Regions from separate parts of the Sus scrofa genome. Here region 1 is linked to region 2. Evidence: chromatin contacts called from public targeted proximity ligation data. All regions are on one chromosome and are shown on one strand. The core of a region is the stretch at or near the end of the contact, and the rest is flanking DNA. Distances in the headings are between cores, read along the strand shown. Region 1 overlaps SPIDR (DNA repair-scaffolding protein). Region 2 overlaps SPIDR (DNA repair-scaffolding protein).

The links.
Region 1: a contact with region 2 is called in a targeted proximity ligation map of alveolar macrophages. A contact is called at or near these places in 1 of 5 promoter capture datasets (liver), 6 of 47 Hi-C or Micro-C datasets (blood, liver and skeletal muscle) and 2 of 2 datasets of targeted methods (alveolar macrophages and skeletal muscle).

The regions. Positions count from the first base shown.
Region 1 is chr4:80,142,146-80,149,813 of Sscrofa11.1, reverse strand. The region is part of intron 5 of SPIDR (DNA repair-scaffolding protein); the gene reads left to right. Among named protein-coding and RNA genes, the nearest start is that of SPIDR, 45 kb to the left of the region's middle.
Region 2 is chr4:80,040,419-80,047,237 of Sscrofa11.1, reverse strand. All of the region lies in intron 8 of SPIDR (DNA repair-scaffolding protein), which reads left to right. Among named protein-coding and RNA genes, the nearest start is that of SPIDR, 150 kb to the left of the region's middle.

The DNA of each region.
Region 1 (7,668 bases), core at 5,119-7,618, 100 kb before region 2:
TAGTTGATGTGTAAATTGAATGCAGTTGAATTCACTAACTTTACAGGCATCTAAAGTAGGTATGACTGTCCTCATTGTATTGATTTAAGTAACTTTAAGCTTCTATTAATTGCAGAAGATCAACTCCAAACTTAATTAGGATTTTTCCACTATTTCAAGTGATAGGAACTCCACTTGATACAGATTTTTTTTTAATTCTAATTTAATTTTTTTGTGTCTTTTTATAAGGGCCACACTCGCAGCATATGGAAGTTCCCAGGCTAGGGATCAAACCGGAGCTGCATCTGCTGGCCTACACAACAGCCACAGCAACTCAGGTTCTGAGCCAAGTTTGTGACCTACACCACAGCTCATGGCAGTGATGGATCTTTAACCCACTGAGCGAGGCCAGGGATTGAAGCTGTGTCCTTATGGACACTAGTCGGGTTTGTTATTGCTGAGCCATGGCGGGAACTCCTAGCTTTTTTTTTTAATTGGAGTTATAATTGGCATATAACATTATATTAGTTTCAGATGTACACCATAATGGTTTGATATTTATATATATTGTGAAATTATCACAATATCTAGTTAATATCTGTTATCATACATACCTACAAATTTTTTTCTTACACTTATGGTTTCAGTTTTATTATAAAGGGTATGTAACTCAGGAACAGCCAAATACCAGGAAGAGATGTATAGGGGAAGTTACGATGGGGGTGTAGGTGGCATAAGGGGTAGGAGTTTCTCTTGGCCTGCTGCTCTCCCAGTGCGTGGATCTGTTCACCATTCTGGAAGCTCCCTCACACCTCATTCTGAATTACTTTTTAAAAATTTTTCATCTCTGTACATTTTTAAAAGATTGCTTTCCATTTATAGTTGTTACAAAATACTGCCTTTGTTCCTTGTGTTGTACAATGTATCCTTGAATCTGTCTTATACCCAGTAGTTTGTATCTCCCACTCCTTCCCTGTATATCGCCTCTTCTTCCCCCTTCTTATTGGTAACCATTCTCTGTATCTGTGGGTCTGCTTCTTTGCTGTATTTGCTAGTTTGTTGTATGTTTTATAGTCCACATATAAGTGATACCATTACAGTAGTTGCCTTTCTCTAACTTATTTCTCAAATCATCATGCCCTCCAAGTTCATCCATGTTGCTGCAAATGGCAAAATTTTGTTTTTAATGGCTGAGTAGTATTCCATTGTGTGTGTGTGTGTGTGTGTGTGTGTGTGTGTGTGTGTAAGCGTGCATGCGCATGCATGTTTATCGTTCATCTGTCAGTGAACACTTAGCTTGTTTCTGTGTCTTGGCAGTTGTAAATAATGCTCCGATGAACATTGCAGTACATGTATCTTTTTGAACTAGTGTTTTTGTTTTTTTATGGCTATGTACCCATGAGTGAAATTACTGGGTCATGTAGTAGTTTTATTTTTAGTTTTTTGAGAAACTTTTACACTGTTTTCTGGGAGTTCCTGTCATGGCTCAGTGGTTAATGAACCCAACTAGTATCCATGAGGATGAAGGTTCCATCTCTGACCTTGCTCAGTGGGTTAAGGATTCAGCATTGCCATGAGCTGCGGTGTAGGTCACAGATGCAGCTCAGATCTGGTGTTGCTGTGGCTGTAGTGTAGGCGGGTGCGTACAGCTCCGATTCGACCTCTAACCTGGAAACCTCCATGTGCTGTGGGTACGGCCCTAAAAAAAGACAAAAAAATAATAAGTGTAAAAACGGAGAGTAAAATAGTGGTTATCTGGGGCTGTTGGGCTGAGGGGACAGGACGGATGCCATGTAAAGGCACAAACTTGCCATTAGTTGGCAAATATGTCCTGGAGAACTAATGTACAGTGTAGTGAATATAGACAACAGTATTGTATTATAGTCATCAAACTTGCTAGGAGACTAGATATCATTCTTATCACAAAAAACAAATGATAGGTGATGTGATAGAGATGAGACTGTTGCTACAATGGCAGTCATATTACAAAATGACTGGTTAACATGTGTACATCTTAAATTTATGTCAAATATGTTTCAATAAAATTCAAATAAATAAAAACCACATATACACAGAGACACACATACATACCAAGGTTGAGGATGTCCTTTTTTTTTTTTTTTTTTTTTTTTTTTTTGTCTTTTTGCTATTTCTTGGGCTGCTCCCACAGCATATGGAGGTTCCCAGGCTAGGGGTCTAATCGGAGCTGTAGCCGCCAGCCTACGCCAGAGCCACAGCAACGCGGGATCTGAGCCGCGTCTGCAACCTACACCACAGCTCACAGCAACGCTGGATCGTTAACCCACTGAGCAAGGGCAGGGACCGAACCCGCAACCTCATGGTTCCTAGTCGGATTCGTTAACCACTGTGCCACGACGGGAACTCCTGAGGATGTCCTTAACCCAAAAAAAACCTCAATTCTAGGATCCAGCATTGCCATGAGCTGTGGTGTTTTCACAAAAACTTGAACATGGAAGTTAATATTAATAGCAGCTTTGGTCATATCCTTTTCAAACTGGAATTTGCCCACGTGTCCTTCAGTAGGTAAATGGATGCACCCACATTGTGGAATACTCAGTAATGAAAAAAAACTATGGATCCATGCAACAATGTGTATGAATCTTAAATGCATTTTGCTAAGTGATACAAGTCAGAACCAAGTATGTTACATTTCTGTCAGGATGGAAAGCAGGTTGACAAGGTTGAGCTAAGGGATTGACTGCAAAGGAGAAATGTGAGTTTTCAAGGTGAAGGAGCTGTGCTTGGTGTTCTATGGCAGTGCACACACAATTCTGCATTTGCTACAACCTATAGAACTGTGAACCTTAAAGAGTAAATTTTGCTTTGTACACATTTAAATAAATCAGGTTGTCAGGGGAACCCAAAGTGGAATATAAACTGTGGTAAAAGATATAACCTCACTTAAGGGTTTGAGGAAGAGGGAACTAACCTAAGTAATTTTGGCTGAATACTATAAGGTTAAGAACAAACTGTATGTACACATTGTACTATATTTGATGTTTGTGTCTCACAGCTGCATGATGTAGCAATTTTGAGAATATTATATGTACTATTGTTGAGCACATAAGTAAATGCATCTCATATGCTGAGAGCTAGAGGAGAATGAAGTTACAAGTAAGCAATGGGAAATGCTAAATGAATTCCATGATGCCATATTGGAGTACAGCCTATCAGTCTGAACTTATGTACTTCATATATGTATACACACACACACACACACACACATATATTTAAGAAAGAAATGTAGAAATGTATGTGTTCTCGTGCATGCATTTTCCTATCTCTGTTAACTGAGAAGGCCTAGAAGCAGTAAGCAACAAGTCAGTCTAGCACCCCAAGCCCATGGTTTTCATTACCACACTCCAGTGAAAGGAATTAGGGCTCTTTAAAAGAATGGCTGAGTCTGTGGCAGGGCAGAGAAGATGTAAGGTGAGCCTGGAACATCTTTAGTTGTTAGAAAATAAGAAAATATTCAAAAAAAGGGTTTTGGGAGGAATGTCCAAAGGTCACATTTAGTCTTTGACCAAAAGCTGGAACAGTTGGAGCTGATGATAATATTGAGTAATAACACAAAGAATAAAATAAGTGAACCAGTGGCTCCATACTGATATAGATACGTGATTGAATAAATAATTAGTAGAGAAAGAATGACTTAGAGAAGAATTTCAATAAATGTAGAGGGAATGAGGGAAATAGGAAATCATCTAGACCAGAAGAATAATAAGATCCACCTTTGAATGTTAAAATCAGTAGGTAAAACTTAATGAGAAACAGGATATATTTGTATGACTTTAAAATATACCCCCTTTATTGATGATACAGGTGAAAATAGTAACTGTGCATATTGAACCCTAGACATCACTCCCTTAACCAGTTATCAGTGTTACTAATAAGACATTGATGTTATGTACTCTTTGATGTGATGAACTGAGGGCACACCACCATGAAGTCCTGACCTCTATCTAATCATGAGAAAATATTACACAAGTCCACATTGAGAGACATTCTACAAAGTACCTCAACAGTACTTCTCAAAGGTGCCAACTTTGAAAGATGAGGAAAGAGGAACCATCACAGATGGGAAGAGAATCGGGAGATTATGACAGTTAAATGCCATGTGAGATCCTGGATTGGGTCCTAAAACAGAAAAATTGGAGGGATTTGACTAAAGCTTTTAGTTTAATAGTATTTGTTTCTATGTTAGTTTTTGTTTTCCCAGTTGTACCATGGTTATGTAAAAGGTTAACATTAGGGAAAGCTGAGGGAAGACCCCTTAGAAACTACATATTATTTTTGTAGCTCTTCTATATGTCTAAAATTGTATCAAAATGGAAAGTTAAAAAAATACTCCTGACATTTACAACTCTTCTTTTAATTGAAGTTGCCATTATCTTTATATTCATGTATGTTTTGTAAGCACTGCCTTCATAGATAGGTATATAGTCATAGACACACATACCCTCAAAGGTCATCTCTGTCATTTTGTGTAGGTGGGATAGTTTCTCAAGGATTATCAGGTGATCTTTACATAGAATTTTCATAATTTTTATGCCAAGGTGTAAATTGTTGAAGTGCTTTATGTAATACTGTGGAACACCATAAGAAAGTATATATCCTTCTAGAAAATGATGTATAATATAAATGATATTTTACATAACATTAATAAAATGAACAGACTTTTTATTTGTTGGTTAAGTGTCTTAGAAATACACAATAGAGATGACTTTAATTATAGCAAAATTGTAAGCCTAGACCTATTTGTAGACTCAGTTTTGGTCCATATATCCTTAGTTATCAGTTGGTGTTAAGAACGACATCACTTTACTTACCTCTTACTCGTTCTAACTAGATTAGTTTTAACATTCATGTGAGCAAATCGTAATTGAATGAAAAAAGCTTTTATTTGAAGGTAAACCATATATATTTAAATTCTTTTCCTTTGACCTCCTTGTTAATATTACTTAAAACTTATCTTAAACATAACTTGAAATAATTATGAACAGATGACTATACTTTTGAAGGGGTAAGTTTTAAAGTATAATTTTAAAAGAATCCTTAACATTTTACTGTGTTGAGAACAATCCTTTGACTATGTGGTTCGGTCTTTTTCTGGAGTCTAGGCACAACAGTGTCAGTATCAGAGTTAGAGGCTTTATATGCCTGTTTGCTTTGACCTAGACATTGAATATGTGCTGATATGAGAAATCTGAAAAAGAATTAAGGCTAAGTAAAGAATTAAGACTAAAACTTAAAGGGTTTAAGGGTGAGTAAACAAACATCTGTCGTTTCGTTGTCAATTTCTGCCGGTGTAGACTGCAGAATATTTGTTGTTTGAATCTTGTTCACTCTGAGCACTCTAGGACTTGTGTGGGTTTCCCCCAGAGTAGGAAGGATTGTAAATGCAGTAGTTCATGAGGATGAGCTACCCTAGTGTTATACCAAGGATGGCATTTCTGGAGTGGGAGAAGAGGATGGCAAAAACTAAGAGAAAAGACTAGTGTCTTTTTTTTCTCGAAGAAAGTAAATAGACTCTGCTAAATTGTGTTTTCCTTGCCTTCTCATTTGCATCTTAGCTTTGTGGATAAGTTAACGTAACCTGTATGAGAATGACATAACTTTACTACCTCTTGCCTGTTCTAACTGCATTGCGTGAGAGGACTAATCTATGGCCCACATTTTTCTCCAGGGCTCTCTGCGGAAGTGAGTCAATACATTGTTTCTGGCTTTACTTGCTGTCCCTCCCTACCATGCCAGTGCAGGGCACATTGGAATTTTCCAGGTATATCCTTAGAGGAGGAGGTACAGGGGAGGGCCAGAGCAGGGAATCACAGTGCTGGGGACCGGGGAAGGGGGATTTTCTTGATTGTTCCAGGAAGTATTGAAAGTGAACCAGATGGAGTAGGAGTAAAAAAATTACCTGATTTAAAAATATACCAAACAGTGAAAAGTCCTTATATAAAGTATCTTTTATCATCATATTTAAAAAACTTATTTAAAATGAAAGCTGAGATTCTTTTTAGCATGAATTTCAACACCTTTTCTTGTGCTTGTGCCAAGAACACAGTGTTCTGTTAAGTCATTCAGTGACGAAGATTTCTGGCTTGCTGCCACCCAGGGTCAAGTTCATTCAGATGAGTTTCAGTGTAGGTTCTGAACTGAGTGAGAAACACTCCTCTTGTCTTGTCATGTTAGGTGGGTCTGGAGAATTAATTGTTTTAAATAAGATTATTAATACTTTTGTCTTTCAAGAATATAGTTTTTATGGCTTCATATACAAACATTGCTTTTGATGTCACCTTGCCTGCTTGTTGACTCTCCACGCCTGAATTGGTAAAATTTCACTGCTCTCTGAACCATGCCAGAGGAGAATCTAGTAGGCACTACATGCACTCTGGTGTTATGTGCTGTATTGCTTTATACCACTGAAGAAAACACACAGTAGTCAGAAAGTGCTTCTCTCAGTCACATATGCAAATTAAAGCTAGAAAAGATCAATTAGAAGTAAGAAAAAGACTGTCAAGATATATCCATCTTTAAGGCTTTTATTCATCCTTTCATGCGTTGGAATGAATGGTTCTTTCTTAGGGTCTTGGTTTTTTCCTCACTTACCATCTTTGTTTTCCAGTTACAGAAATGTATTGCCTCTGTTGTATTAAAAATGCAGTAAGTAAAAAAAAAAAAAAAATGCAGTAAGTATGCATAAAGCTAAAGGTTGGATCAGTTTTGCCTGAAAATTATACATGTGTAAATAAATTTTTCTAAAAATACTAAATTTGCATATATGTAAATGAGCAACCATATCTTATAGCTCACTAGTTATAAGGTAAGATATGTTTTTCCCTATTCATTGCAGAAGATAACATTTTTCCCTATTCATTGCAGTGTTTAAGCTGATTAAGTTTGTGTTGATACTGATAAAAGTTTTAAAGAAGGCTTGTATTGGTGTCTGTATTAATATGTGATTTTTTTTGGCTAAAGTCCAGTAATATTTCTTTTTTTGTGATCAATCACTGTCTTATTCATTAATGCCTTTCTGGAATTTGATGCCTTGTCCTCAGCTGCTCACCAAGTACTAACAGCCTGGTCAGTTAATGGGTAACGGTCATGTTACAGGTCAGACTTGTGATGATGGGTATTTAGGTCTGGGAATCTATTTCATATCATAAAAAATAATCAAATGAAGCAAATAAGTCACAAAAGTGCTTTTATAGACTTAATATTAAGGATTTAAAACCAAACATGTTATCAAAAGCTATAATATAAACATTTCTTTGGGGTATTTTTCTGCATGGGTTATTTTGGCTGGGCTTTCAATAAAGCTTGAACAGAAGAAATTTTTTTCCCATCAAATCTTGGCAAAAATACTAATTTATCACTTTACCAAGGACCTTTGAATGATATTAAGGTTTTTTTTTTTTTTTTTTTTTTTGAGGTTCCCAGGCTAGGATTCTCATCGGAGCTACAGCTGCCGGCCTACGCCACAGCAACGCTGGATCCAAGCCACATCTGTGACCTATACCACAGCTCACGGCAATGCCAGATCCTTAACCCACTGAGCAAGGCCAGGGATGGAACCCGCAACCTCATGGTTTCTAGTCGGATTCATTTCTGCTGTGCCTGGATGGGAACTCCAATATTAAGTATTTTTAAAGTAGATTGGATATATGT
Region 2 (6,819 bases), core at 2,733-5,232:
AGGAACCATGGGAAATAACAAGTGTTAATGGGGGTGTAAAGAAATAGGAACTCTTGGAGTTCCTGTCGTGGCTCAGTGGAAACGAATCTAACATCCATGAGGATGCAGGTTCGTTCCCTGGCCCTGCTCAGTGGATCTGGGGTTGCCGTGAACTATAGTGCGGGTTGCAGATGCAACTCAAATCCCGCATTGCTGTGGCCGTGGTGTAGGCCAGTAGCTGCAGCTCCAATTCATCCCCTAGCCTGGGAACTTTCATATGCCTTGAGTTTGGCTGTAAAAAGACAAAGACAAAAAAACTAGGAACTCTTGATCACTGCTGGTAGAAATTGTAAAAGGTGTAGCTGCTGTGAAAAATTGTTTGGCTGTTCCTCAAAAAGTTATACACAGAATTACCATTTGATCCAACAGTTCCTCTCTTTGTATATATCCAAAAGTATTGAAAATAGGGACTCAAATGGTTACTTGTATGTCAGTGTTTATTGATAGCCAAAAGGGAAAACAACCCAAGTATGAATAAAGAAAATGTATATACATATTGTGACGTATTATTCATCCTTTAAGGACTGAAATTTTAATATATGCTACAGCTTGGATGAACCTTGAAAACACTATGCGTAATGAAAGAAGCCAGACACACAAAAAGCAAATATTATTTGATTCCATTTATGAGTTACTTAAAATAGGCGGATTCATAGAGACAGTAGACTAGAGATTACCAAGGGGTGAGGGAATTAGAGAGTACCTTTAATAGGTATAGAGCTTCTCTTTGGGATAGCAATAAAGTTTTTGAAATAGACAGTTATAATGGTTATACATTATGCATATATTTAATGCCACTGAATTGTCTGCTTTAAAAAAATGTTTAAATGGGAGTTCCAGCTGTGGCGTGGTTGGTTAAGAATCCAACTGTAGCAGCTTGGGTCACTGCTGAGGTGCAGGTTCGATCCCTAGCCCAGCACAGTGGGTCGAAGGATCCAGCATTGTCACAGCTGCAGTGTAGGTCACAACAGTGGCTCAGATTTAGTCCCTGGCCCAGGAACTTCCATATGCTGTGGGTGTGGCCATAAAATTTTTAAAAAATGGTTAAATGGTAAAATTTGTGTTACATGTCTTTTGCCATCATAAAAACAAATGCAGAGAGTTCTCATTGTGGCGCAGTGGAAACAAATCCAGCTAGCATCCATGAAGACCCGGGACTGATTCCTGGTTTCACTCAGTGGGTCAGGGATGTGGTGTTGATGTGAGCTGTGGTGTGGGTCACAGATGCAGCTCGGATCTGGCATTGCTGTGGCTGTGGTATAGGCTGGCAGCCTTAGCTTCACTTTGACCCCTAGACTGGGAATTTCCATATGCCATGGGTGCAGCCCTAAAAAGCAAAACAAAACAAACAAAATGCAGAAGAGAGCAATTAAGAGAGCTACTCATTCTCGAGTGTTTGTTCCACTTCACAAATGAGTTACCAGACCAAAATTCATACTTTTGTAGTACACACTCTGGAAGTATGAAGGCATTATTTTCTGTAGATGTGTAGAAACAATTTAAATGGAATCTTTAGTAAAACTTAGTTTGCTATTAAAATTAAGAATAAGTAAATTTTATAGGTCAAATAATCCCTATGTTACAAGGTCCAAATCTATGAGTTCACAGCCTTCCAAAATTCCAGTGCTGTCCCAACTAATCAGTTCATTATTAAACTTCTAAATAGTACAAGAGTGATAATTGCTAATATTTACGTTAGTGTTCATAATATGCCAGGTACAGTGCTCCGTTCCTGAATCTCAGTTAACCTCACAATAGCCCTTCAGGGCTCTTGCTCTTTGTTTTCCTCATTTTCTATACCAAGAAGCCTAAGCATGAAGACTCCTCTGCAGTAACAAGAGTGCTCAGGAAGGCAACTAGCAAGACTGTATTCTGCAAAAAGGTGTGCATAATAATTACGAACAAGTACTGAATAGGGCCTATCCCTCTCACCCTACTGTCTCTCTCCGAGAAGAGACTGGGATAATGGATTGTCACTTTGCAGTGTCCAGTTGTGAGGCTCAAGAAGCTTTGATGGATGGAGTTCCATTGTGGCTCAGTGGTTAAGGATCCAAGATTGTCACTGCTGTGGCTCTGGTTACAGCTGTAGCATAGGTTCAGTCTCTGGCCCTGGAACTTCTGCATGCCATTGGCATAGCCAAAAAAAATAAGCCTTGATGGAGAGAGATCCTGACTTACACCTTAGCGCTGTGCTGTGACCAGTGACAGAGTGGCAGCCAAGGCGGGGAGAGTGTTGCTGGGTTGAGGGTCTGGTGGGACCAAAGAGAAATGTTGATTCCTTAGACTTGAGGGAACTTGGTGGAAAGTGTATTAGGCTTACACTTGTCCAGTGTTTAAGGTCCAGCACGACATTTCCAGTCTTTTTTTTTTTTTTTTTTTTTTTTTTTTTCTTGAGCCTCCTTATGTTCGTTTCTAGCCTGGCAGGTAATACTTGGCTGTGCTTTTCATATGACTGAAGATAAGTGATAATAAATAAAAAGGTCCATTATGAACCTGTTTTCATATGTATTTCTCTGTGCTATAAAAACATAATTGTATGGTTCAGAGGCTTCGTCTTCACACAGTGATTGATTAGGAAAATCATGTAAAACTCAGGTAAGAATTCTGTAGAGAACTGGGAAGTAACTGTACTGAGTAGTATAGGTATCATCCAAGGATTGAGTACAACACTGCTCTCTGAGATGACACACATGGGGTAAACTAGGTGAAGTCCTAGAGATGAGATGCGCTATGGACTTGTTTCTAAAGGAGTATGTTTTCACCCTTTCAGCGAGGTCAGAGGATACTGCATCTTTACTGTCTAGAGCAAAGTTGCTTTATTTCAGGGAAGCTAGACATCAGTAATTTTGATCCAGCCGCACAGGCAGCTACTTGCAGAAACACAAGCCCGTTTTGATCTCACTTAGAAGCCTTGTTAAGAACATTACAGTTAAAGCAATAAACTTATGGTTAAATATTAAACGTTATTGAATGAATGGAATGTTTCATATCAAATGCAACCTTCCAGTTGGCCCATGCATACTCTTTATCACAAAAGTAAAGAATGGAAAAGCAAACAAAAAAGTTCCACTGTTTAAAAATGTTCTGCTTTCTGGCCCTGGTCTTCTAAGGATAGGTTGTTAGCACAACCCTTGAGTTCCTGGCATAAAGCTCTGGCCTGTGAGCTCCTACACAGAGGAAATGTGGTAGGTGTCAGTTGCCTTGCCCTCTTAGTGCATCTTCCTTTAAGAACACTACATTCAGCACATGAATTATTTCCAATATGCAGTAATCGTACCCATTAAATTAAGTAATACCTGTGAACACAAATGATAGTTCATAATTTAGTATGAATTTATTCTTGCTTAAAAGGTGTTGGAAACAATTATGTTTTCTGTCTTCTGTCTTCAAATCATAGAAGCACAACATTCTATACCCATACATGTCCCAGCTAGAATAAAGAAATTTTTCTAACTTATTTTTTCTTCTATTATTTTTGGCATAATGGTAATCTATGAGATAAAGGCAGATGTCAGAATAAAGGTGGCCTTTGGCTGGTCCTGTTCTCCAGATGATAATGACTGTTGTGGTCACCAAGGGTCCGTACTTTTTCCCCTGTTTAAAGGCACTGTTATTTCTTACTAGAGGGGCTTTTCATACCCCCCTGGTCCACATGACAAAACTTGCACCCCTCCTCCCCCTTCTCTTTGTACGTTCCTTGCCATTTTCTTCCCAGCTCAAGGCATACGTGGTTGCTCTCTCTTGCGTGCTACATTGTGCCTTCCACATGCCTCTGTTAGAACACACTTAAGTCTCTCCTCCTATGCTGTGAGTTTCTTGGGGGCAGGGCTGGTATTGGTGGTAGAAGTGGAAATTGGCTCTTTGAGACAAGTACAACCATATGGTCTCCATGCTTTCTGAGAATATCTTGAAATTAGACAACTAGTTCATTTTTGAGGAAGTGGGAATATGTGTATTTATAGCTATGAAAGCACACAGTTTATAGGTCCTCCTAGCTCAGCTTAGATAAAACCTTACAGGGCAGGTGGTGTTCACTTAACAGTAATGCTCTCCTGCTAACTCAGTGCGAAGCAGTCAGGGACAGTACTTCCATGCAGGCATCATCCCTGGGCCTCCAAGTGTTCTCAAGTGCAACATTCCCTCTCAGCCTGGCATGATGACACTGTGGAGAGTCTCTTTGCCAATCTTTGCTGGCTAAAGAAAAATGACCAGGAGAAAAAAAATCAAACTAGCCTGATTAATGACTGCTCAGTAGAGGTTCTGTTTTCTGTTTGACCCAAATCCTAAGCATATGTATGGAGTAGGGTTTTTTTTTTTTTCTTTTTGTTTTTTGTGGGGGTTTTTGGTAATATAGGACCTCTCTTAATGCTGTTTGGAACATTCATGGATATTTTGAGAAAATTTTAAAGTAATTTTTTGAAAATGAATGTCAATTATTACCTTACTCAAAAATTTTTCTCAGTAAAAATGCCATCCCTGCCTGTTTTAGGAATGTAATCTTGAAAGAATAATCCAAAGAGTAAAATAGTAAAAATACCTAAAGGATTTTTCTAACCCCAATCACGAATCACACTCTTGGTGGTGGTTCTGAACACTGGATCACTTTCTTTTTTTTTTCTTTTCTTTTCTTTTTTTTAAATTTTATTTAAGTATAGTTGATTTACAATATCGTGTTAATTTCTGCTGTGCAGCAAAGTGACTCAGTTATATATACACATATGTTCTTTTTTTTTATTATTTTCCATCATGGTCTATCCTAGGATATTGTATGTAGTTCTCTGTGCTGTACAGTAAGACTTTGTTGTTTATCCATCCTATATATAATATTTTTTTATTACCCGATGAATTTATTACATTTATAGTTGTACAATGATCATCACAATCCAATTTTATAGGATTTCCATCCCACAACCCCAGCGCATCCCCTCACCCCCCAAACTGTCTCCTTTGGAGACCATAAGTTTTTCAAAGTCTGTGAGTCAGTATCTCTTCTGCAAAGAAATTCGTTGTGTCCTTTTTTTCAGATTCCACATGTCAGTGAAAGCATTTGATGTTAGTATCTCATTGTATGGCTGACTTCACTTAGCATGATAATTTCTAGGTCCATCCATGTTGCTAAAAATGTCAGTATTTAGTTCCTTTTTGGATCACTTTTTAATGAGACTAAAGGTCAACTCTTTGCCTTTGAGAGAGCTGTGAACAGGTCAGGTTGCCGTTTTGCATATTCTCTCAGACAAGACAATTCTGTAAAAAGAGAGTTCTGAATTTCTATTCCCTTTACAGAGTTGGCCTCAGACCTCTCCTCTTACAACAGAAAATATAAGTGCTGGTTATATTTTATCTGTCAGCTAGAATTCTAAAAATTTTAGAAATAATTGATTTAGTTTAAGAAGTATGAATCCAGTCCAATACAGAATTAACTTGTTAGCTGCTCTTTTTCGTGGGATGTCTGTAGCATTTGTCATTTCCATTTTACAGCTGAGAGTTCAGAGTTTATATAATTTAAGTAACAGTTGTTTAATAAAAGCAACTGGGTCAGTCTGTAGCTGGGTCATAACATTCAAAATTCTTGGCTCTCAGATCTGCTTGGGTTGTATCTGTCACCATTTTTACCAGTAGTGTCATGGATACTTAGAAGAAACAAATTATCTAATATTTAAGGTACTTTGGATTTTGGGGGAGACAGCTTTATGTTCTGGGACCAAGTGTTTCATAGGTTCTCTTCAACTGCTGAGGGAGTAACAATGGGGAAATAGGAGAGTGTGTCGGGAAAGGAAGATTTTTATTTGGAAAATAAAATCTTGAAAGCAGCAATACTTTCCTGTGATGCTCCCCTAAAGACAAATGTAGTTGAGTTATTGTTGTCTTTGGCCCATTTCACCTAGTTTAGGAAAGGCTGTTGGGGAAGGTAAACTGGTGGTCCAGCAAAGGCATATGGATTCAGTTTGCCATCTTCCCCATACCCTGCCAGATTTTCTAGAAGCATACTCTGTACTCGAGAATGATAGTGCGTTCTGTCTTTCTGTTGTTTCAAATTGTTTTGTTTTTAACTCTTCTTCTACCTTTCACATAGGAGTCAAATCAAATATTGAGGAATAGTCTTGTGCTTCTTAGATTGATATCTTAAAATAATCTAAAGATCATGTAGTGATAATTAAAATCATGTACTGATTCAGGAAATGAATTCTATTATAATGAAATTTCAAGGAGAGTATCATTCTTTGATAATTACTAGAAAATTGTTAACGTCTTCTGTATTTGAACATTGGAATGTAGTTCTTTTCCGTGTGTCTACATTTCACAACTGGCGGGTGTAAAGATTGTGAAGTTGGGCATGGTCCATGAAACTTCACCGTGTTTCAACTTTACTTACTCTCTGAAATACAGAAACTAGTTAAAAGCTGTAGGAAAATGTTTAAATCAAACACAACTGCTACTAATTTCTGTCTCCTGGAAGTGTTAACATTTCCCCTATAATTCCCCTCCCCCCTTCCCCTCCCCACACACACATCTAGCATTATTGGGGTATAATCAACAAATGAAGTTGAAAGGTATTTAAAATGTACATTGTGGTGATTTGATATATGTATACATTGTTAAAGTTTCCACCCATCTAGTTAATTAACACATCTTACATATTTACACTTGTTTTTTCATGGTGAGAACATTTAAGTTCTACTGTCAGTAAATTTCAGATTTTAATACAGTGTTACCAACTGTAGTCATCGTATTTTGCATTAGATCCTTAGAACTTATAGCTGAAAATTTGTACGCTTTTAC